Regions from separate parts of the Mus musculus genome. Here regions 2, 3, 4 and 5 are each linked to region 1. A link is a contact called in public promoter capture Hi-C data. All regions are on one chromosome and are shown on one strand. The core of a region is the stretch at or near the end of the contact, and the rest is flanking DNA. Distances in the headings are between cores, read along the strand shown. Region 1 holds the start of Scap (SREBF chaperone). Region 2 holds the start of Nprl2 (NPR2 like, GATOR1 complex subunit). Region 3 holds the start of Rbm5 (RNA binding motif protein 5). Region 4 holds the start of Rbm6 (RNA binding motif protein 6). Region 5 holds the start of Nicn1 (nicolin 1).

The links. Promoter capture Hi-C pulls out the DNA fragments that hold promoters and counts their contacts. Capture Hi-C pulls out chosen DNA fragments and counts their contacts.
Region 2: a promoter capture Hi-C map of liver shows a contact between it and region 1, with 2.9 times the contacts expected there. The contact joins the promoter of Nprl2 here to the promoter of Scap in region 1. A contact is called at or near these places in 3 of 39 promoter capture datasets (the C10 cell line, liver and pre-B cells), 1 of 115 datasets of contacts at active chromatin or transcription factors (astrocytes) and 1 of 9 other capture datasets (liver).
Region 3: a promoter capture Hi-C map of liver shows a contact between it and region 1, with 2.6 times the contacts expected there. The contact joins the promoter of Rbm5 here to the promoter of Scap in region 1. A contact is called at or near these places in 2 of 39 promoter capture datasets (liver and maxillary cranial neural crest) and 1 of 9 other capture datasets (liver).
Region 4: a contact with region 1 is called in a promoter capture Hi-C map of pre-B cells, with 5 times the contacts expected there. The contact joins the promoter of Rbm6 here to the promoter of Scap in region 1. A contact is called at or near these places in 2 of 39 promoter capture datasets (neutrophils and pre-B cells).
Region 5: a contact with region 1 is called in a promoter capture Hi-C map of pre-B cells, with 2.6 times the contacts expected there. The contact joins the promoter of Nicn1 here to the promoter of Scap in region 1. A contact is called at or near these places in 2 of 39 promoter capture datasets (neutrophils and pre-B cells).

The regions. Positions count from the first base shown.
Region 1 is chr9:110,331,145-110,335,627 of GRCm38.p6, forward strand. It overlaps Scap (SREBF chaperone), which reads left to right and starts at 2,212. Exons shown (of 23, transcript NM_001001144.3): 1 at 2,212-2,361.
Region 2 is chr9:107,540,286-107,544,768 of GRCm38.p6, forward strand. It overlaps Nprl2 (NPR2 like, GATOR1 complex subunit), which reads left to right and starts at 1,924. Exons shown (of 11, transcript NM_018879.2): 1 at 1,924-2,168; 2 at 2,697-2,788; 3 at 2,883-3,051; 4 at 3,222-3,330; 5 at 3,866-4,002; 6 at 4,095-4,192; 7 at 4,313-4,349; 8 at 4,462-4,483. The coding sequence starts at 2,091. It overlaps Cyb561d2 (cytochrome b-561 domain containing 2), which reads right to left and starts at 1,908. Exons shown (of 4, transcript NM_001357289.1): 1 at 1,750-1,908; 2 at 1,212-1,365; 3 at 718-755; 4 at 1-100. The coding sequence starts at 1,338.
Region 3 is chr9:107,768,826-107,773,308 of GRCm38.p6, forward strand. It overlaps Rbm5 (RNA binding motif protein 5), which reads right to left and starts at 2,177. Exons shown (of 25, transcript NM_148930.3): 1 at 2,060-2,177; 2 at 736-801. The coding sequence starts at 752.
Region 4 is chr9:107,870,580-107,875,062 of GRCm38.p6, forward strand. Rbm6 (RNA binding motif protein 6) reads right to left here and starts at 2,240. Exons shown (of 21, transcript NM_011251.3): 1 at 2,070-2,240.
Region 5 is chr9:108,288,558-108,293,040 of GRCm38.p6, forward strand. It overlaps Nicn1 (nicolin 1), which reads left to right and starts at 1,886. Exons shown (of 6, transcript NM_025449.4): 1 at 1,886-2,105. The coding sequence starts at 1,974.

The DNA.
Region 1 (4,483 bases), core at 962-3,461:
CTTGGGCTGGTGTGATGGCTCAGTGGGTAAGAGTACCCGACTGCTCTTCCAAAGGTCCAGTGTTCAAGTCCCAGCAACCACATGGTGGCTCACAACCATCCGTAATGAGATCTGACACCCTCTTCTGGTGTGTCTGAAGACAGCTACAGTGTACTTACATATAATAAATAAGTAAATCTTTTAAAAAAAAAAGTACATCTTTTCTTTTTTTTTTTTTTAAATCAACTCGGGGAACAAAGGGTATATTTGGTTTGCATTTCCATGTCCATCAACAAGAGTCAGAGCAACAAAATACACCACGTAAAAAAATAAATTTTATTTTTATTACTGAGGTTTGAGCTCAAGGCCTTGATGCTAGGCCCTACCAGTGGGCTGCATTTTCTTATCTTTGTGGGGGCCAGACTTATGTACCAGACTGGCCTCAAATTGGAACCTTGGACTTCTGTTCCTCCTGCCTGCATCTCCTAAGGGCTGACATAGGTGTGACCCACTGAAAGATCCTAACAGAATGTAAAAGGTCACAGAAGCCCTGAAATTGGCAAGATAGATGTCACTGTTAGCAGAACTAGCTTCACTGATTTAGAAAAATAGAGGTGCACAATGCTCTGGCCACTCCTTGAACTTGTGTGTCTGCCAATGTTTTGACCATTCCTTGAACCCATGTGTGTGCCCACTGATGAAGCCCACTGCCAGGTGTTTGTGATATTGGTTGCTGAGAAAGAGTCAGAAAATCTCCCCAGCAACCACAACCGGGCCAATCCTGAGTTGCTGCCCCTGCACCAGACTCTTTCCTTGTACCCCTCCCATACCCATTTCTTGAGAATTGTTTAGATCTGGAAATCCCCCCACTCTCCCCTTCTCCTTTCCCCCCTGAGGGCCTATAAAAACTGGGACCTCTTTCCCCTCGAGGTCGACTCCTCTAACCCTGCGTGGGATATGAGTCATCCCCAGAGCTCTGGCTTTCCCCGAATAAAGCCTCATGTGGTTTGCATCAAGCTTGGTCTATCGTGAGTTCTTGGGTGTCTGCTATTATCCTGAGGCCTGAGCGAGAGGCTCCTCTGGGGAGTCTTTCACCACCACTGCCAGTTTGCTGGGGGTTAAGGCTCATATTCAAGGCTGGGCAAGCAGTATATCAACTGAGTTACATCTCTACCAGAAACCTGCTTTATAGAATAACCCTATTCCAAAGGCTGAAGTGGCCACCTCTGATTTGTTTTGCACGGTGACTATACTTATATTTTCTCTTCCCCCACCACTGGTGCCCTTGAGGGCAGGTACAGGGTCTGTTCTACCTTAGTATGCCTTGGGGGTGAGCAAGAGTGACACGAAAGAAGTATGTTTAAGGTAGCAAGATGGGGGCAGGTGGCCACTCTGACCTGTGACACTCAGAGAGTCAAGACATTGGTAGTGTGGTTGAGATCTCTCCACAGGCAGGCCTGAGGACAAATGGAAACATAGCAACCAGGGTTGGTGCTGTTGCTGAGTGTCTGGAACCTCACTTTCCCCAAGGCCAAATGAGAGAACACACACCATATGCTTAACTCAGCATTTACCAGAGCAGTCACTCAGCATAATCCGTTACATGTGCAAGTCGACTGGTGGCAGTTCAGAAGGTGGAAGAGACTCAGACACCCATAGTTCCTCTACGTGGGAATAAACACTGAGTATATATCTTCCACTTTACCCTATGCATTGTATTTTTAACAAAAATGGAATCCTAACACCAGCTTGGTTTTGAACTAGCTTTCATTATAAGTGCTCATTTAACATCCTTGGTGTTGGAGGCTCCTATACCTAGTTCATCAACTGAATACACTTGCTATTTAGCTCAGTTGCTTCTAATTCCCTGGTTTGTTTTTCTTTTTGATGCTGCTGTGGATCAAACCCAGGGCCCCTAGCGTCTCAGGCAAGCTCTCTACCACTGAGCCATACACCCAGCCCCGCTTCTAATCCTTTGGCACTATAAAGCATGGAACACGAGCTCTTGTGCATGTTCTCAATCACTTCCCAGGACAGTGATGCTGTCAAAACTCTGAAGTGCTACTAGCCACCTTTTTCCAGGCCACAGGCAACTCCAGTACTTCCTCTCGCAGTTGTGTGGCAGGGGACCACCAGGGGGCGAACCCGAGCCGTTGGCAGTGCCAGACTACGCATGCGCACGCCGCCGGGAGCACGTGTGGAGGGCGGCGGAGCGGGAGGGGAAAGGTAGGAGTTGAGAGGTGAAGGGGCGGGGAGCTGCGCGGGCGCCGGGCGGCCGGGAGGGAGAGGGCGGGCTCCAAACACCGGACCGCGGGCCAGGAGCGCGCAGGCCGTTCTCCGCCGCTCGGTCGCCGCCGCCCGGGAGCTGCCTCGCTGCCACAGGTACCTCAGCGCGCGTCTGCACGGTGCGGCTGGGCCCCGGCGCCGGCCTCGCGCCGCTCGTGCCCGGGAGTTCCGGGATGCGGGCGAGCCCGGGCAGGGGCGCGCGGGCGTGGGCGCTGTCCAGCAGCCCGAGGCGCGGCTCCGGAGACCGCAGTCTGGAGCTGGGGGCCGGACGGTCTCGCGTCCCCCTTCCCGACCGCGCCCCCGCCCGGGCCGAGCTGCCTGGGTCGCGATGGGTTCAGGCTGAGTGAGCTCAGGCAGGTAGGCTCGCCGCTGGATCCTGCTTTGGGGTTGTCTGGGGTTGTCTGGGTGAGGGCTAGACCCTGTGACTCAGTCCTGCCTCTTTCCGAAGATCCGATAGCCAGGCAACATGTAGATTCTCTGCTGGGAGTGCTCGGTTTCTGGTTTTATGTGTTGCTTAAACCTAAACTTTGCTCGCTTATGTTGCTTATGTTTACTTCCAGGTGGTTTTGTTGCATCAGGGTTATAATGGGATAGCGCTAGCTGCAGCGAGTCCCGGGTCCACACTGCATCTCAGAAAGTTGTGCAGATGGTGGCGATGAAGAGGAGGGCAGTGAGCCACAGGTGGCGGCGGGTGAGGGGTGGGAGTGGGAGTGGGGTCCTGGAGGTAGTCTTCCTTAGTTTAGCTTATTTATCTCTTATGGTGACGGAAGCGATGAATAAATAAGTTCATGATGATCTTGTAGTAATTCTTGTGAAGTCGACATAGGAACAGTCTTTAATGATGCGTTTGGGTGCGTTTGTAGAGTTTGCTTATGCAGTGTGCAGCCATCTCAAGGTGTGCTAAACATTAAAGCTTTTCTTAGAGTCAGGATCAAGTGTATCTAGTTAGTGCTGAATGCATTTTAGGTGTAACCTGTGTGATGCTCAAGTGAAGATTGTATGTTATGAAGTATATGCTAATGTATTTCAAATCTAAAGGCTTTTTATATATTTGCAGCGTTTCTGCTTGGCAAATATTTTGTTTGTATTGTTTTTTTAACGACCAACAGGAAATACAAGTATAAACATTATTCCTATACTCATTATTAAGTTACTTGGGGACGTGTGCCTAGGGCATTGGTCTGCCACTGAGTAACACCTGTGGCTTTTTATTTTGAGTTGGGCTTCATTGCCCAGGCTGACCACAAAGTTTCATCCTCCTGCCTCGGTTTCCTGAATATGTGGGATAGCAGATGTGTGTGCTCCTGCTCCTGCTCGGCACTCATTCTTTGGTCAGGTTGAAAAGCAAGAACTGGCTTCCCCTTACTTGAAACTCCGTTGTTGTTGAATACTCTCTTGTTACTGTGTGTGTGGGGGGGGGGGGGCGGGTGGGAAGTACCTCTCCAGATGTTTCCATGTGCTTTAAAAGTCACGGTTTGGGAACCCTACCACCCATTTAGATTACTGTCCTGAGATGGGCACAAAACCTTTACTCTTAGTTTGTGGCTAGAACACAGAACCATAAAAATTGTGATTTGCCTGAGGCCATATGTAAGCTGCTTAACTGTCCTGTTGGGAAAGGGACCATGCCTGCCGTCCGTTTGTATTTGTTAATGTGGTTGGTTAGAGTTGCCACAGTTCAGGATCACTCCAGATACTCATCTCGGCGAGCCTAGAATTCATGTGCACTTTGCTCACTTTGACAGTCTGTATCCTTCTGTTGGCTGCGACAAATACCGCATGTGTGGTTTTCATTCTCTTTCCCGTGGAACCAGTTTCCAGGGTCATCCAGTGTGTGCATGGAGAATCAGGCCTTCAAACTGTGTCTTCCGGATTCTGCCATACGAGCTCCTGACCCTGGAACTTACCACTGTTCTGAGTTGGCTAAAGAAACAAGATCCGGGTGACTTTAGCCACCTAAAGTGATCCTTGTGGGTAATATTTGTGGAATTTTTCAAGGCTCTGGCTGTTGGGCACAGCTTATCTAAAGTTCCGTAATGAACAGATGAGATGATAGTGTTAGTCTATAGGGTGAATTTCAGGCAAGTTTTCTCACTGGCCAGTTAGGGGCTGTGCCTGTATGCGAACTTGTTTGCCCGACAACAGTCCGTGTTTTCCTGCAGATGTGCCCACTGGCTTCATAGTCTCTCTATTGTTCTCTTAGCAAATGGGAGGTGGA
Region 2 (4,483 bases), core at 674-3,173, 2.8 Mb before region 1:
GCACCCAGTGGCAGCGTGCGCGGACCTTCCGAGAGAGGGACCGCAGCAGGGAACTCTCAGGAGAGAACATCAGGAGTGCCTCGGTCATCAGGAAGGAGAACTGAGGAGACAAAAACTCAAGTGAGCTCTGAGCACTTAACCCTCCACAAAGGTGCACCCCCTTCCGTCCCCTTCCCCCAAGGACAAAATGCTGCACTTGATAAGATGAAGGCCCTGTGTGGCACAAAATGGCTGCCCTGAGTAGTTAGAGCTGCCTCTCCAGACTTCTTCCTGGGTGTTTTTCTGAAATGTCACCTCGGCTATGTGACCCAGCAAACAAGGTTTGAGACATGGCAGTTATAAATGATTCACAAGCTTTGTCTCCCTTCCATGGGGCAGGATACAATTTCTTGGCAAGAGCTAGCCACACGGGTGCACTGTTTCAGGGACAATTAGATGCATCACCAGAAATTAAGGTTTTTAGGGACAGAGCAGCCTCCAAATGCCATTTCTCAGCTTCCTAGCTGGAGGTGAGAGAAGCCGCCCTTTTGTGCTTGGGTGAGCTTCATCTGTTCGTCCTGGGTCATGAATACCGTTTTCAAGCCTTGGATATTCGTCAGAAGCAGGAGTGAGGACATACAGCTCGTCTACACTGGCACTAAATGCCTACAAGGATTCTGAGAGCCACCAACAACGCCCACATTCTACCCCTAAAAGCTACCCAAACCCACTACTTACAGCCAGAGACATAAGAACGGGGTGCCAGGAGAACAGACCTGGAATGAGAAGAGGGCGCCTCATGGAACTAGGGAAAAAGAAACCAGCATACCAGGCTCTATAGCCGGGATGGACAGCCCATCCATCACCCAAGGAGGGGTCAAAATGCGAGCCTCCTCCAGTAACAAGCTCATCTTACCCACCCCCTGTTCTCTTCCCTGGACAGAAAGCACGCTCTGCCACTCCTCTGGCGGCTCCTTCCTCCAGCATCCCCACAAGTCAGGAATGAAATGCCAAATCAAAGGAAGAGAAGCCATGTACTTAAAGCTTGCCCTGGCGGGCAGAGCCCCCACACTGGTCTGCTCTTCCCACGACGTTAAATACGTTCAACAGAGAATATCCTTCAGCCAGTCAATCCTGTTCTCAGGAGTTACGCCCATCGTTTCCTACTGCCCCCTGTTCCCCAAGAGAAGTAGCTTTTCCCTTCCCATAAGTGGACTATGAATTCTACTTACTGGAGCCAGGTCTGGCAAGCACAGCAACAAAGATGGTAAAGCCTAACGCCACGAGGTGGGCTGCAGCCCCAGAGGCAGTGCGCAGAGCTCGGTAGATATGCGACTCCGTCTCCACAGAAAGGGCCATGGTCAGCCCAGCCGATAGCTGCACAGCCTGAAAGCATCGTAGGCGTTGGCAAGAGTGCCCACTGTCCACGCCCCTCACTGGGGACAGTAACTCAGGACAGAAATGGCACCTTTTCCCGGAGAAGTTATGACAGGAGCAGAGTAGTGCCGGCACTAACAGTCCCAACTTAGCAGTCTACCTGTCAAACACCTGTATTTGAAGTGGTAACGATCGCACCTTCCAAGTGGGAGGAGGAAGACTACAAATCCCAGAATGCAGCACGTCATCGTTAGCCGGAACGGAAGGCGTGGAGCACTACGGGAATTGTATTTCCCAGCTGCTTCCCTACCTAAGCGTGAATTTCTTTGCACACTGCCTCCCCATGTGCACCTGACACGCTGTACCTCCACCGTAGAATTTTGCCCTCCTCACCTGCTTCTCAGGTTCTACGCAGTGACTTCCTCCAAAATAAACTGGACCCTCGGCCCCGCCAGCCGCGCCACCGCTCCGTTACGGAGTAGCTTCACTTCCGGGTGCGATGTCTACCCACCCGAGACTTCCTGGGACAAGCCCCCTCCCATCCCATCCAGCGGCAACCACGCCCCCTGAGTCGCCCTGCGCAGGCGCTGTTGAGTTGACGGCTCGTTGGGTTTGCGCTCACAAACCTGTGTGACCTACCCGGGCCTCTTTCTCTTTTTGACAGGGTATTCCAAGGCGTAGAGGCGATCCCCACACGAAAAACAGGGATTACAGACTTGGATCCAGACAGCGCCATGGGCAGCAGCTGCCGCATCGAATGTATATTCTTCAGCGAGTTCCACCCAACGCTGGGACCCAAAATTACCTATCAGGTGCCTTCCACACTCCCGGACTAGGCGAGGGGAGGGATGCTCTCTGGAGCTCAGCTGGCCGCCTGGAGGGGTTGTGGTTCATCCACGCGTGTCTCTTCCATTGAATGGAGAGGGTACACAGACCCAGGTCTCCGGTTTCTAGTGTGGGGGAGGAGTTTTGTCCCCCAAACTGAATCAGGTTCTAGTGTGGGGGAGGAGTTTTGTCCCCCAAACAGAATCAGGCTATAGGTTTCGGGGAGGTGCTAAGGCTCATGAAGGTTTAGATGACCCAAGAGAAACACTGGACCAAGACAAATGATATATAAAAGTTAGGTGAGGGTAGAAAGGGGTATTCCAGGTAGTGGGAATAGTGAACGCAAAAGCCAAGGGAGCTTGCCAAAACATAGCATGTGTTTGGAAGCACAAAGTAGACCACTGGGTGGATGAGGGAAGAAAACGGTAGAGGGACTTGTGCCTGGGTGGGCTGTAAAAATCTGCCCGGACCCAACGTCCACTGAGGGAGCTCTCTCTCATGGCTGCCTTCTCCAGGTCCCTGAGGATTTCATCTCGCGAGAACTGTTTGACACGGTCCAGGTGTACATCATCACCAAGCCCGAGTTACAGAACAAGCTCATCACTGTGTGAGGCTTTAGTTGGGTGGGAGGAGAGGGGTCCCAGCCTGGCTTGGGGGTGGGGGTGGGGGCGGGGCAGGCTGACTCTGTTCTACCTCTCCAGCACAGCCATGGAGAAGAAGCTGATTGGCTGCCCCGTGTGCATTGAACACAAGAAGTACAGCCGCAATGCTCTCCTCTTCAACCTGGGCTTTGTGTGTGACGCTCAGGCTAAGACTTGTGCCCTGGAACCCATCGTTAAAAAGCTGGCCGGCTACTTGACCACGCTGGAGGTCTGCAGCAAGATGGGGCCAGGGTGGGTGGGTGGGTGCGTCCGTGGTGGGCACAGGTGGGGAGAGAGTTCCTGTGTCTTGAATCCCCAGCCTCCAGCAGCTAGCTCCATGTTGCTGCAGCAGGGAGCCTGAGGTGTGGTCACTCACTGTGCTGTCTGTGTCTTCCCCAGCTTGAGAGCAGCTTTGTATCCAACGAGGAGAGCAAGCAGAAGCTGGTGCCCATCATGACCATCCTGCTGGAAGAGCTGAATGCCTCCGGCCGCTGCACTCTGCCCATTGGTACGGCCGCCTCTGCCAGGACGGCAGATGAACAAGGGAAGGTTGGGGAAGTAGCAGGACACAGCCACTGGCAGAGGCAAAGATTCTTGAATAAGCTGGTGGGCAGGAAATAGCCATGGGTTGACACAGTGACATCTGAGGGTCCAGGGAACAATGGGGCTGGGGTTGGGGGAGCAGCCAGCAGAGCTCTTCAGCTCTTCTTCTTGTCATCCCCCTCTCTGGACCTCAGCTTCTCACTCCATAAAAGAGGACTAATGGGGCCAGGCGAGGTGGCGCACGCCTTTAAACCCAGCACTCGGGAGGCAGAGGCAGGCCGATTTCTGAGTTCGAGGCCAGCCTGGTCTACAGAGTAAGTTCCAGGCCAGCCAGGGCTACACAGAGAAACCCTGTCTTGAAAAACAAACAACAACAACAACAACAAAAGGACTAATGACCCTCCCGAGATCCACCTCAGTTAGTGCTAGGAGATTTTAGATAGTAATTGAGGGCTCCCTGGGAAAGATGACGCTGAGGATGTGGGTGGGGTCCCCTGCAGATGAATCCAACACCATCCACTTGAAGGTGATCGAGCAGCGGCCAGACCCTCCTGTTGCGCAGGAGTATGATGTGCCCGTCTTTACAAAGGACAAGGAGGATTTCTTCAGCTCACAGTGGGACCTTACCACACAGCAGGTATGCTAGCCCTCTCTTAGGAGATGCCCACCTTGGGCTATCCACAACTTTCGCCTTGGTGACCCTTGCTGACCCTGCCTTGCCCGGTACAGATCCTGCCCTACATTGACGGGTTTCGCCATGTCCAGAAGATCTCCGCTGAGGCAGACGTGGAACTCAACCTGGTGCGCATCGCCATTCAGAACCTGCTGTGAGTGAAGATCCGGTTAATGCCTGTTACGGAGCCGTGCCCGAGGAGACCTAAAGGATGCTCAGTATGAGGGAGGGTAGGCTCGCCGCCTAGAAGCTAAGCAGAGCTCTTTCTCACTAGGTACTATGGTGTTGTGACACTGGTATCCATCCTCCAGGTAGGTGAGTCTGGGATGCAGTTAAGTAAAATGTGACCCGTATGGCTGAGCCAGATCAAGCCAGACTCCCAAGGACATCCCTCAGGCCCTTGTGACCCCTGCTGTGTTCTAGTACTCCAATGTGTATTGCCCAA
Region 3 (4,483 bases), core at 927-3,426, 2.6 Mb before region 1:
TGTTTGTTTAATGTATCTGGACCTACTGGGGATTGATACTCATGCCTCATAAACCACTGACAGGCGAGCTGTATCCCAGTCCTAATCTGTTCTATGTTAACTAGCTTTTCCCTTTCTCGATCGTCTTGATGTAAGCCACGCTCCTAGGCTGCTCAGCTTTGAGCCTCCCAGGCCACTGTATCTATCACTAGGGAATAACAAGGATTGGCACTCACTCACTGCTTCTCAAGCAGGCTTTGAATAGCTCCTGCCCACAGCTGGAACTTTCCATGGCCTACTCCACACTGCTTTCCTTAACCTAGTTCTTAGCCTTTGGACTGCACCTCCGACAATACTTTCCCCAAGACACTTCCCTTTCTCCTCATGTGTCCAGACAGTACTTTACATTTTTTATCCTAACTGTTAACTCTCACTAGACTGAAGCTTGTGAGAACAGAATCATGAAAGTAGTCATTTGGAACACTTGAAACACAATAGACATTTAAATATTCATTTGCAAAATAAATAATTTATTACTGTTGTTGCTTTGTTTTGTTTTTGTTTTTCCTTTTTTGAGACAGGCCTTCTCTATGTAGCCCTGGCTGGCCTTGAACTCAGTGAGATTTGCCTGTCTCTGCGGGGATTAAAACCTGTAAGCTGCCATCACCACACAGGGCTGAATAAACAATTTTAAACAAATATTTCAGTCCCAACTAAGCTGTTGAGATCAAAGGCATGTCATGTATTGAAACTCACCTTTTGTCTGAACCCATCGTCTCACGGAAGAGCTAGCACACTGCTTCAAAAGGCTTAAATTTTCCCCTAGGGGTGGGAAAGAGAAAAATTGCAAATTTCAGAGATCACTTAATTCAAGAACCCTACAAACTGGGATAGAAACTGTGGCTAATACTTAACAATGACTAAAAAGAGGAAGGAAAAGGAGGCTGTCAACACTAAGTCATAATTGTGTTAAGAAGCAGGAAGATGAAGGTCACTTTAACATATTAAGATCATATATTCAATAAGAAACTCAAGAAGGGTGAAGGCTTTAGACACCTTGGACACTCCCACTACAATTACAAAGCAAAAAGCTCCTGATTTTCATAACCAAAGCAACGCTATTTATTGAGATGGACAATGATTAAAGCATTCATCCAACTGTCTTCGTTAATATAAAATTCAACACTAAAATTGTAACACGATCTCAAATTTTTCTGACAAAAACTTAGAAGCTGGAATGCTGATCTGATTGAAATTTACATATATAACACATCGCCTGATCTCAATTTATTTCAGTAAGACAAGACCAAACCTTGACTCGGCTTAATATCTGTGTATCAATAACACCTATGTCTTGGACCAGCCCTGATCGACAACAGGCCACCGAGTGACCCACAGCCTTTCCCCGGCCGATTGGCCGTAATAAAACATCACACAGCTATGATGCCTGTGATGTCCCAGAAACTATAGTTACTGCCATTTCTAGAATCTGGTCTTTTAAAGCAAGCACTTAACAAACATTCGTTGACTTAAAAAATAAGAGACATCTAGTGGGTCAAGTTCCGGGGTCGAACGGCTACGGCTGTCCCTTGTTTTCGCCCGAGATGCCCGCACCCACCTCCCAGGGAGGTTGCCCATGCCCACCTCCGCGGGGTATCGCAGCCGAGATGGCGGCGCAACTGAATCCGGCATTCAGTCCATCTTTCTTATCTTCCATCCATCCCTCCCCACACCCATTCCCAACCACCTTTCGCACAGCGAGATTCAGTTGGAGACTCAGGGCGATGATGGCTTAAGAGACTGCCAGGCGCTCCACAGCTCCGCACGACAGGGGATTCGGGACAACGTCCCAGCAAGAGACAAACAACTCCAAAGAGGCGGGTCGAGGACCGGGCTAGGGGGCAACCTATGAAAGCCAGCAGAGCCAGAGGCGAGGAGGGGCGCGGCCCTCAAGCGCTTGCTTAGTTTAGTCTCTTCAAAGACTCGGCTGAGCGGTCACCTCTGGCGGCTGACAGGCAGACTTAAGGGACAGCACCAATTGCAAAATCACTGGGGTGTAATGGACGGCAGCCGCACTCACCCCCACAGAGGGAACAAAGCAGGAGCAGTAGCGGCTCTGCGCCCCAGAACCTCCTACAAGGTTCGGCCGCTCCACAAAATGGCGTCTCCACCGACCGTCTTCTCCTACCCACAGTCCCTCGCGCGTCGACCTTCCCCCACCTCCCATCCTACCCGCCTCTCCAGAGGCGTCCAATCAGCGAGGGTGCCGGTCTGCGCGAGGGCTGCCGGGAAGTGTGGTCGCCCAGGCAGCCTGTCACTATACCCTGCGTTAATTTTTTTGCGTATTTCATCTGCTCCATGACAAAGCTGCCATTCAGCTTCTGAGAACCCGGATGTGAACTTTACCAGCGCTTGACACACTGTAAAACGTATAATCCAGTTCGTAGAGAAGGCATACTACGGATTACTTCCCTAGTCGTTTTACAAACATACAGAGCTAATAATTCGGTAAACTGGAAACTGAACTAGCTTGTTTTCAGAAGCCATGCCAGCACTAGAATATGAACTCCAGAACAATAGGGATATTTTGTTGTAAGACCCTGCCACAAGCAAACAAAACAACAATAAAACCAAGCCTGTGAGATAGCCTCATCAGGTAAGGCTTACTGCCAAGCCTAAAACCCTGAGTTCCATCCCTGCAATTCACAGGATGGAAAGAGAACCACGCATGAGAGTAGTCTTCTGATGTGGCAAACATGGATGTGTGTTCAAATACACCAACAATAAGTAAATGCAAAGCAGCCCAAATTCAAACCAAATCATCACCCAACTACACATTAAAAAAAAAAATCCAACAAAACAGACAAAACCCTAGAGGTTCCCCCCCCCCCTCTCTCTGCTTTTTGTGGAGATATTGTCATCCAGTTGCCATAACTTGTCCTCTGCATATGTAGTTATTAGGGAGCAGATTTCCCTCATTTTTTTTTTTAATTTTTCTTCCCTTCCCTCCCTTTTGTTTTCTTTAGAAAGGGTCTCTATAGTTCTGGTTAGCCTGGAATTCACAATGTAGACTGACCAAGATCCATCTCCTTAGTGTGGGACTGTTTCTGACCCTCCAGTTTTCACCTCCTTCTGGGATTACAAGTCTGATAAGAATAACGGTGTGCAGGAATTAGGGTGACTGAAACTGGCTAGAAATGCCTGATAACACAGCTGAAGGAACACATACTCAACATCTTTCTTTTGTATCTATGTATTCTCAGTATACAATTATGTAAATGTTAAGATATGCCCAATTATGGTTGAGTATATATAACACACTTAACCGCAGAAAATATACATTTGTCTGCAGATCATAGAAACCACTTATAGCAGGGTGTGGTGATCCATGCCTATAATCCCAGAGGTAATTGGATCTCTGAGTTCAAGGCCAGCCTGGTCTAAAAAGGTGAGTTCCAGGAAAGCCAGGGTGATATAAAGAACTCACTCACTGGTTGCTGGGATTAAAGGTGAGCCACCATGCTGCCAATTCAATTTTAAACTCAAAAGCTACTCCCCTATCCCTAGACAGATTCCATCCAGGGATGAATGGCATCCTCTCAATTGTGTCTGTCTGTTGAGTAGAATTGTTTTTGTGAGTAGATGGACTATATATCCTAGGCTATCTGGTAGTCGATGTACCAAAGACAATGGAAATTGTTCTAATTTAAGCAACACAAAAAAGCAAATATATTATTGAACAAAGTTTTAATAAAATAATCTTAAGTCTTTCATTTTAAAAACTTAAAAGCTGGAGATGGAGTGCTTGCTGCTCTATCAGGGAATCCAAATTTGGTTCCCAGCACTCGTATCAGGTAGCACACAAGCCTATATAATACCACCTCCAGGGATCCCATGCCGTCTTCTGGCCCTAAATGCACCTAAACTACACGCAGAGACAAATAAAAATAGTAAGCCGGGCGCAGTGGCGCACGCCTTTAATCCCAGCACTTGGGAGGCAGAGGCAGGCGGATTTCTGAGTTTGAGGCCAGCCTGGTCTACAAAGTGAGTTCCAGGACAGCCAGGGCTACACAGAGAAACCCTGTCTCGAAAAAACCAACCTAACCCAGTGACATAATCACTTTCATGAGTCTTTTAAAACCAACCCAACCAATCACCTCTCTGATTATGTGGCAAAAAAATAAACGATTAAATGTTTTGTCCCAGTATTGGAACTACTGCTATAGAAAAAAAGTGAAAGACATCTTTGCTTTGAGGCAATTGTAGGACTTTGTTTTCCCTATAGCCTTGAGGTGGTCAAAGAGCTTCTGAGTCTTTAATTAGTGAACCTACAATGGAGGTGTGCTTTACCTTAACAGTTACCAACACCCACAGGTCAGAGAGACTCCTTTCCCTGCTGAGATCAATGTGGTTCTTCCATGCCTGCTTTAGCACAGCTGAGCATTTCAGCATTAACTCAGATGCCTACATGATGGCATGCCTGTTCTACTTACTTTCCTTCTCT
Region 4 (4,483 bases), core at 990-3,489, 2.5 Mb before region 1:
GGCTTGTAGGCATGTGCTTTTAATGTCAATACTCTAGAGGCATAGGCAGACAGATCTCTCTAAGTTGTGACCAGCCCAGTCCTCATAGCCAGTTCCAGGCCAGCCAGGGATGAATAGTAAAACCCTATCTCAAATAAATAAATTAAAACTTTTCAAGCCGGGTGTGGTGACGCACACCTTTAATCCCAGCACTTGAGAGGCAGAGGCAAGTGGATCTCTGAGTTCGAGGCCAGCCTACAGAGTGACTTCCAGGACAGCCAGGGCTGCACAAAGAAACCCTGTCTCGAAAAAAACAAACAAACAAACAAAAACAAAAAACAACAACAAAAAAACCCTTTTCAATAGTTTTATTATCTACTTAACTCTGATTCTGAACCAAGTCATTAACATCATTTTATACATCTATGCATGGTGGCAAATTTCTGTTTCAAGAGTACATTTTGAGCGGAGTATATAGTATAGTAGCAAAGGATTTTAGCCTAGAGTATATATATTTAATAACCTTCCCCTAGCTAGGAATAACAGCTGCCAATTGTAGTGCCTAGAAAGTTCAAGTGGAAAGATTAGGAGTTTTTTTTAAGGCAAGTTTAATTCAAATCCAGCCTGGCTATGAAAGACCCTATGTTGTGGGGGGTGAGGGGGGTGGAAGGTGGAGACGACAATAATAATTCTCACACCAGAAATTCTTGTGAAGAGCCACAAAAACCTGCAGGTAAGAATAAACTCAAGCCTGATAAGAAAATTCTGTAAAGAAGGCTGGTCCTAGTGGTAGATAACTTGCGCCCTGGATTCAATGAGCAGCAAGGGTGTTCTGCTGGTTGAGAACTGAGTCCTACCTAACCTGCCTTATAGACCACATACACTATAGATAATCCTATAGATTTTATAAGCAGATAAGCATTTATATAAGTGTACTACTAGTTAAGGAGCTAAATAAAATTCAGACTCAAAGTTTTTAGGGTCTCAATGCAGCTTAGGGCGCTTCAAACCTGACATCCTCCTGCCTCATCCTCCTAAACTTCAGGATTAAACTCCACTAAGCCTGGCAGTAGATTCAACCACTATGTTTCCTCAAGTTAGTATTTTAGTGCTAAGTTACTTTCCACATTGTCATTAGCTGTTGACACTTTCCCCTTTGATTCTCACAAGCTTAGTAATGTTAACTGTGACATATTTAGTCAACAGGAAGTTGAAAACTAACAATCCTAAGGCACAATCCAGAGTTCAGAAAATGACCTGGGTGATCAAGCGGATAAAAAAGAAAAAAAAAAAAACCTACTCCTTAACTTATATCCAATTAGTCTGAAATTAATAAGAATGCCTAGGGTGGGGGTGAGGGGGAGGAGAAAATATACAAACTACCTCAAGTATATGTGCTCTACAAATAAGGCCTTTTGTTTTTAATTAAGAAACGCAACCCCACACTTGAATTCATTAGCTCAACGTCAATTATAAAGTTAAAAGAAAAGCACATTATTAACAACGCCAAAAGGAATCTAAAGCACGAATATGTGGGAACATCACTCTCCTCCTACATTCGCCCAACCGGTACAGAACCCACCAGTCACCCTCGCCCACCTCCCGGTTCTACGGGCCCGTGGGCCAGGTTCTGAACTCTCGCACCTTCCTGGTTGGGTGTCTGGGTGGGCGGCCAAGGTTACTTGCAGGGCACAAGAGTTCCGTATCTAGTGATGTCTCTCAGGACAAGATCACAAACACAAGGGGAAAGAGAAAGAAATCTCTCCTGCAGCACCACAGAGCTGAGCGCCAGAACCGCTGCCACGCGCGGGTCCCTCGCCCCACAGCTGGCCGCTCCGCGCTGGGACCGGTAATTCTACAGCCGCCTCGGGCCCCGCCCCGGGCCCGCGACCGTTCCGGGGCGTTCCTGCCGCGAGCGGCGCCTCCCGCGACACACGACTGTTTTCGCAAGCGAGCGAGGCCGCGGCCGCCCCGTGTCTTCGAAGCCACGGCTGCTAGGCCGCGCGGGCCCGCGATTTCCAGAGCCGCCAGGCCCGCTGACCCCGTCCCAGAAGCTCGGGCACGCCCTCTCTCCTAGCCTGGGCCCTTACCAAAGCAGCGTAGCCGCCGCGGCCCGCTTCTCCTCCTCCTCAGAGGCCGCCACGGACCCAGCGTCCCGGAGACCGGAACTTCCTCCCGGTGGGCTCCGGCTTCCACAAAGGCGTCGCGCCACCGCCTTCAGCGCTGGGCCCGCCGGGAGATGAAGTACGGCCGCAAATCCCGCGGCCTCCTCTCCCGCCGTGCCCTGCGCGCAGCGGCTTTGACGGCTGGTGGAGCTGCTGCCCAATGGAAAGGCACGCTGTTAGCCACTGCCCAATTAGAAGGCACGCTTCTCCGCAGGGCCTGCCGGGAGTTATGGTTTGGCTTCAGTGCTGTCACTGCTTCTCTGGTGTTTTCCTCGCAAGTGTGCAAGGGGTCCGGGTGGCTTAGACAGCCTAGTGACACACCCTGCCAGGTGCTGGGGGACGGTCCTGCCTTGCCCCTTGGGAAAGAGAGAGATTGTCAGTTCGGGTGCAGAAAATGGGAGGAGATCTTTCCGGTCTTATTCCGTTACGGCAAAGGGCTGCTGGCTTTTCGGCTACATAAATAAGACCCCTTCTACCTAAGTCCAGAGAATAAATGCAAAAGTACTGCTTGAGTTGAAGTATTAGGACCCAAAGACTCGTCCTTTTTTACCTTCCGACAGACTTCTGGTCAAACACTCCAGGCGGAAATCATCCGTGTAAAAAGGTTCAGTAGCTCAACCCATTAAAAAAAAATAATAAAACTTGTTTCTACAGGTCCCGCTAGCTCTAGGCAATAAATGTAGACACGCGTGACTCGCCACAAAAACTGCACATCGTAATTCTAACGGAAAGAAAGCAAAGTAACTGTTGATACGCAACCTCTTCCAGAATCTTCCAGCTAATGATCTACCTGACTCCCAAGTTCTCAGGTAGATTGTCTATATTGTGAGGGGTTTGCTTATCCCAGCCACCTGGTGCCTTGTGTGTATGCCCTGGCGATATATGATATTGTAGCCTAATTCGATTCTTCAAGGTCAAAGAAAGACACTTGGAGAAACAGTTCATCAGTTAAAAACACTGGTTGCTCTCCAGAGGTTCAATTCCCAAAAACTACGTGGCGGTTCACAATCCTCTGTTCCTTCAGTTCAAAGAGATCCAATGCTCTTTTCTAGCCTCTGAGGGGACTGTACATATGTGACAAATAAAATATCAATAAATGCTGCTGCCATAAATGCCCACTGGAAAAAGCTGGGCATGGAGACAGGAAGTGATGGTGCAATACTTTAATCCCTCCACTCCAGAGGCAGAAACAGATGTACCTTTGAGTTCAAGGCAAGCCTGTTCTACAGAGTGAGTTCTAGTACAGTCTGGGCTACAAAAAGGAACCCCTGTGTGATGGTTTGCATATGCTCAGCTCAGGGAGTGGCACTATTAGAAGTTGTGACCCTGTTGGAGTAGGTGTGTCACTGTGGGTGTAGGCAATAAGATTCTTATCCTAGCTGCCTGGAAGTCAGTATTCTGCTAGCAGCTTTCAGGTAAAGATGTAGAACTCTCAGCTCCTCCTAAGTCATGTCTTCCTGGATGCCATGTTCCTGCCTTGAGGATAATGAACTGAACCTCTAAACCTGTAAACCAGCCCCAATTAAATGTTGTAATTTCTAAGACTTGCTTTGGTCATGGTGTCTGTTCACAACAGTAAAAACCTAAGACAGAAGTTGGTACCAGAGACTGGGGTATTGCAGTGACAGACCTGACCATGATTTTGTTTGGAAGAATGTGGGTTTGGGGACTTTAGATTTGGAAAGCAGTGGAATGCTTTAAATGGGGCTTAATGGGCTATCCAGTAGGAATATGGAAGACTTTGTTACTGAGAGTGATTTGAATGATGCAGACCTGGCCCAAGAAGTTTCAGTGGAGAATTTCAGTATGTGGCCTAGAGACTGTTTTTGTGGTATCTTTGTGAAGAATGTGACTACATCTTGCCCTTGTCTGAAGAGTCTGTCTGAGGCTAAGGTGAAGAGACTCAACTTAATTACATTGACAAAGGAAGTCTCAGAATTGCCCATCATGGACTTTATTGTTCTCTGGTTAAGTCTCATGAAGAGCATTTTAAACAAACATAGCATGCTGAGAAAGGAAAAATAAAAAAATAAAAATATATGATATATTAAAATATGTGGTATATCAAATTATTAAAGGGGCACCTGGAAGTAGAATGGAGCTGAATCCTGTGTTCAAGGATATTAAATTGAATTTAGGGAGTAGTGACCTTGGGGCAATATCCCACCCAGCTAAATTTAGGTCCAAGCGTGGTAGTACAAGCCTTTAATCCCAGGAGGCAATGACCAGCAGATCTCTTGAGTTCAAGGCCAGCCTAGAACAAAGCAAGTTCTAGGTAAAGAAAAATTTAAACCCAGGTTTGGTGGGCCAAACCTTTAATCCCAGTGTTTAGGAGACAG
Region 5 (4,483 bases), core at 636-3,135, 2.0 Mb before region 1:
AATATTGCTTAAATCTTAGCTAAACATTTCTTTGTGCATTATGGATATATGTTGTGTTTGGTACAATGTGTGTGTATGTGTGGGTACGCATGCCTGTGCTCCAACATTTGGAGGTCAGGGAAGGATCTGGGTGTCCTCCTCTATGCCTGTCTGCCTTATTCCTTTCACAGTCTCTCATTGAACCAGAATCTCCCTATTTGGCTAGGCTGGCTGGCCATTGAGCTCCCAGAATCCTCTTCTCCATCCTGCCAAATGCTAGGGTTACAGACATGCACAGTAGTGCCCAGCTTTCTTTTATTTTTAACAGAGGTTTGGGGGACTCGAACTCAGGTCCTCAAGCTTGCATAGCAAGTGCTCTTACTCACTGGATCATTTCCCAGGAATCCCTCTTCCCACCACACATACACAAAGAGAGGGTGCCTCTGTGTAGTCTTGGCTGTCCTGAAACTTGCTCTGTAGACCAGGCTGACCTCAAAACTCAGAGAGATCTACCTACCTCGGCCTCCTGAGTGCTGGGATTAAAGTGTGTACCACCACTGCTAGGTTTAATTTTAAGCTATGTGTACGCAATGCACAAGGGGCTGTGTAGGGGTATGTACACATAAGTTCAAATTTCCCTAGAGGCCAGAAGAGAGCATTTAAGTTACAGGCATTCATTGGAGCCTGATGGGAGTTTTGGGAACTAAACTTCATTCTCTGGAAAAGTAGCAGGGGCTTTTAACTGCTAAGCCATCTCTCCTGCTGCATGGACTGAAATTCCTGACCATACACCTCAGATTCTTTAATGTTCCCAAATGCCTCAATATAAAATGTAAAAGGAAAACTTGGTAGGTTGGCATGATAACACATACCTTTAATCCCAGAATTATGGAGGCAGATGGATCTCTCTGAATTTGAGGTTTGCTTCATCTACATCTGTAGTGAGATCTTGTCTCAAAAAATAAACAAATCCCAAACCAAGTATTTGCCTCTTCTCCGGTCAATCAATTTATTGACTGTTTTGCTTTTTTTTTTTTTTTTTTTTTTTTTTTTTTTTAGCTAGGGCCTCACATAGCCCAAGCTAACCTGAAACCTACTACATTCATGAGATTAGCCTTGAACCTCTGATCTTACCGATTCTGCTTCTACCTTCCAAGTGCTGGGTTAACTAAAGTGTCACCAATGCCTGGCATTTTATTTCTTAACTAAATTTTACAATTTTGGTGGGATTACAGGAGTGAATCAATACCTTGTGACCCCACTTTGTTTGTTTGTTTGTTTGTTTTTGAGACAGGACTGGCTTGGAACTCTCTTTGTAAATCAGATTGGTTTTAAACTCTCAGTGATTCACCTGCTTCTGACTCTGCCTCCTCAATGTTGGGATTAAAGGCTTGCACCAATATACCTGATCTGGTTTGTAGTTTTAAAAATACCATAGTTCCGAGGTCAGGAAAAGGTGCCATATCCCTTAAGTTGCCATATACCTCGGGTTGTACCCAGATGGATCTTGTGGATGCTATGGAGAAATAATTCCTTTGTGTAACATCCTTGGCTGTCCTGGAACTCTCTGTAGACCAGACTGGCTTCGAACTCGGAGACCTGCCTGCCTTTGCCTCCCAAGTGCCGGGATTGAAAGCGAGTGACACTAAACGCCTGATTGTTTTATACATCTTAACCTAATAAAGTAGCAGAATTTAAGTGAGGGATAAGACAGCCCAAAGCATTCTGGATCCTTTGGATAAAGAACGGCTCGACGGTTGCCCGGAGCAGCCCGGGAGGGACTTACAGACGCGAGGATGATTGGTTGAAGAAGAACTTCCGTTGACATTTCCGACTCTTGACCCGCCCTGATCATCGGTGATTGGCTGAACTGTTACAAACGTTATGTGGCCTGGGAGTTGTAGTTCTTTTGGTTGATAAGGGACGCCAATAAGAGCTAGTGGTTGGATGGAGACTGTGAGCGGTGATTTTGCTTGGTTGTAATCTCCCAAATCATGTCCCGTGTGTTGGTGCCCTGTCATGTGAAAAGCACTGTAGCCCTGCAAGTGGGCGACATGAGGACCTCTCAAGGTCGGCCTGGCGTGCTGGTCGTCGATGTCACTTTTCCCAACATCGCGCCTTTCGAGGTGAGCAACCCCCCATATAAGCGATCAAGGCTTCTGGGCGGGGAATACCTAGTAACTTGGGCGTTTCCTAGGCATTTACACAGCTTCTACAGTGTCTCTTGCTTTTGCGAATTGGGCCTATTCAGAAGCATTTACAGTCTTTATTAATAAGCTTTATTAAATAGACTAGAGTTTCCCGTCCTATCCTCTTCAGCATCTCTTCCCAGTGCCCAGGATATCACTGGAACTACAATTTGAATCTCAGTACAAGTGAGAGGATATTTGATTTCGGCCGTAGCTGCAATCGTCAAACAATGATGCAAACGTACCATTCCAGTGGCCCCTGCCACAGGTCAGGTGCAACCTAGCCTTCATCTAGGTCCTCCTGGTGACTTGTTTCCAATCCCTAGTTGTTCTTCCATTTCAACTGACAGTGACAGGGCGTTGCATGACCTCAACACAGGACAAAGGCTACCTCTAATGGCATAGCATCCTTCCCTTACCCACCCTCTTGGCTCTATGTGCTTTGTATTACAATATGTCATTCTCTCGCAAGATGTTGCTTCCCAACAATCTGGGGAAACCTAGTTAATTGATCCGACCCTGGAAAATCTGAGTCAGTGTGTTTGAGGTGGATCTTTGACATCTATATTTTTATTTACTTATTTAATATTTTTATTTTAAAAAAGCTTTATTTTAAATCTATGAGTGTTGTTTTTGCATGTCTGCATATATACCTTGTGCATGGCTGGTACTAGTAGAGGCCAGAAAAAGGTTCTGAATCCTCTGGAACTGGAGTTATGAACAGCTGTGAGGTGCCGTGTAGGTGCTGGGAACCAAACCTGGTCCTCTGCAAGAGCACCAAGTACTCTTCATTGCTGAGCCATCTCTCTAGTCCTGATATCTGTGCTTTTGTGTGTTTTGTTTTGTTTTGTTTAAGTTCCATAGGTGATGCTGGTGTGCATCGAGATGGAAACTACTGCTATGGCAGTTGGTACTCTAGGCTCCCCAAACCCCTCCAGTGCAGGATCCTACTATTCTTCTTTTTTGCTGTTGCTTTTTGTTTTTCGAGACAGGGTTTCTCTGTGTAGCCCTGGCTGTCCTGGAACTCACTCTGTAGACCAGGCTGGCCTCAAACTCAGAAATCTGCCTGCCTTTGCCTCCCAAGTGCTGGGATTAAAGGCGTGGGCCACCACTGCCCGGCCCTACTATTATTCTTTTTTTTTTTTTTAAAGATTTATTTATTGTTATATGTAAGTACATGGTAGCTGTCTTCAGACACACCAGAAGAGGGCGTCAGATCTCATTACAGATGGTTGTGAGCCACCATGTGGTTGCTGGGATTTGAACTCAGGACCTTCAGAAGAGCAGTTAGTGCTCTTAACAGCTGAGCCATCTCTCCAGCCCTCTTTTGTTGTTGTTGTTGTTGTTTGTTTGTTTGTTTTACGAGACAGGGTTTCTCTGTGTAGCCCTGGCTGTCCTGGAACTCACTCTGTAGACCAGACTGACCTCGAACTCAGAGATCTGCCTGCCTCTGCCTCCTGAGTACTGGGATTAAAGGTGTGCGCCACCACGCCCAGTTCCTACAATTATTCTTATTCTGGTCTAAATCTGCTAATTCTGAGAGAGAGATGGAGAGAACTTCTGCTAGTACCAGGCTAAAGGACATACTCAGGTTCTCTCACTCTGGTACTTTTTAAAATTTGCTACTTTTGGGAGGGGTGGGGATCTCAAAAATCCCAGAGTGGCCAAGAATAGGGGAAGCTTATCATGAACTTCTGATCCTCCTGCCTCTACCCCTCAAGCACTGGATTACAGGTATACATCACAGGTGTACATCACAGGTGTACATCACAGGTGTACATCACAGGTGTACATCACAGGTGTACATCACAGGTGTACATCACAGGTGTACATCACAGGTGTACATCACAGGTGTACATCACAGGTGTACATCACAGGTGTACATCACAGGTGTACATCACAGGTGTACATCACAGGTGTACATCACAGGTGTACATCACAGGTGTACATCACAGGTGTACATCACAGGTGTACATCACAGGTGTACATCACAGGTGTACATCACAGGTGTACATCACAGGTATACATCACAGGTATACATCACAGGTATACATCACAGGCCTGGTTTATGTATTACTGGGCATCTAGCGTAGAACTGCAAACATGCTAACCAAGGCAAGCACTGCACCAGCTGAGCCACATCCTCAGCCCAATACATTACCTTACCTATCTTCGTTGGTCCACTTAGCAAGCTCATCCAGGTTTCACATGTCCATTTTCTGCTTTCTTCGGGGTTAAGGTTCTGACCTCCGATGCCATCTCAGATATGTTGGGATGGTTTGTTTGAATGACTTACAGATCTGTGAGCACTTTTA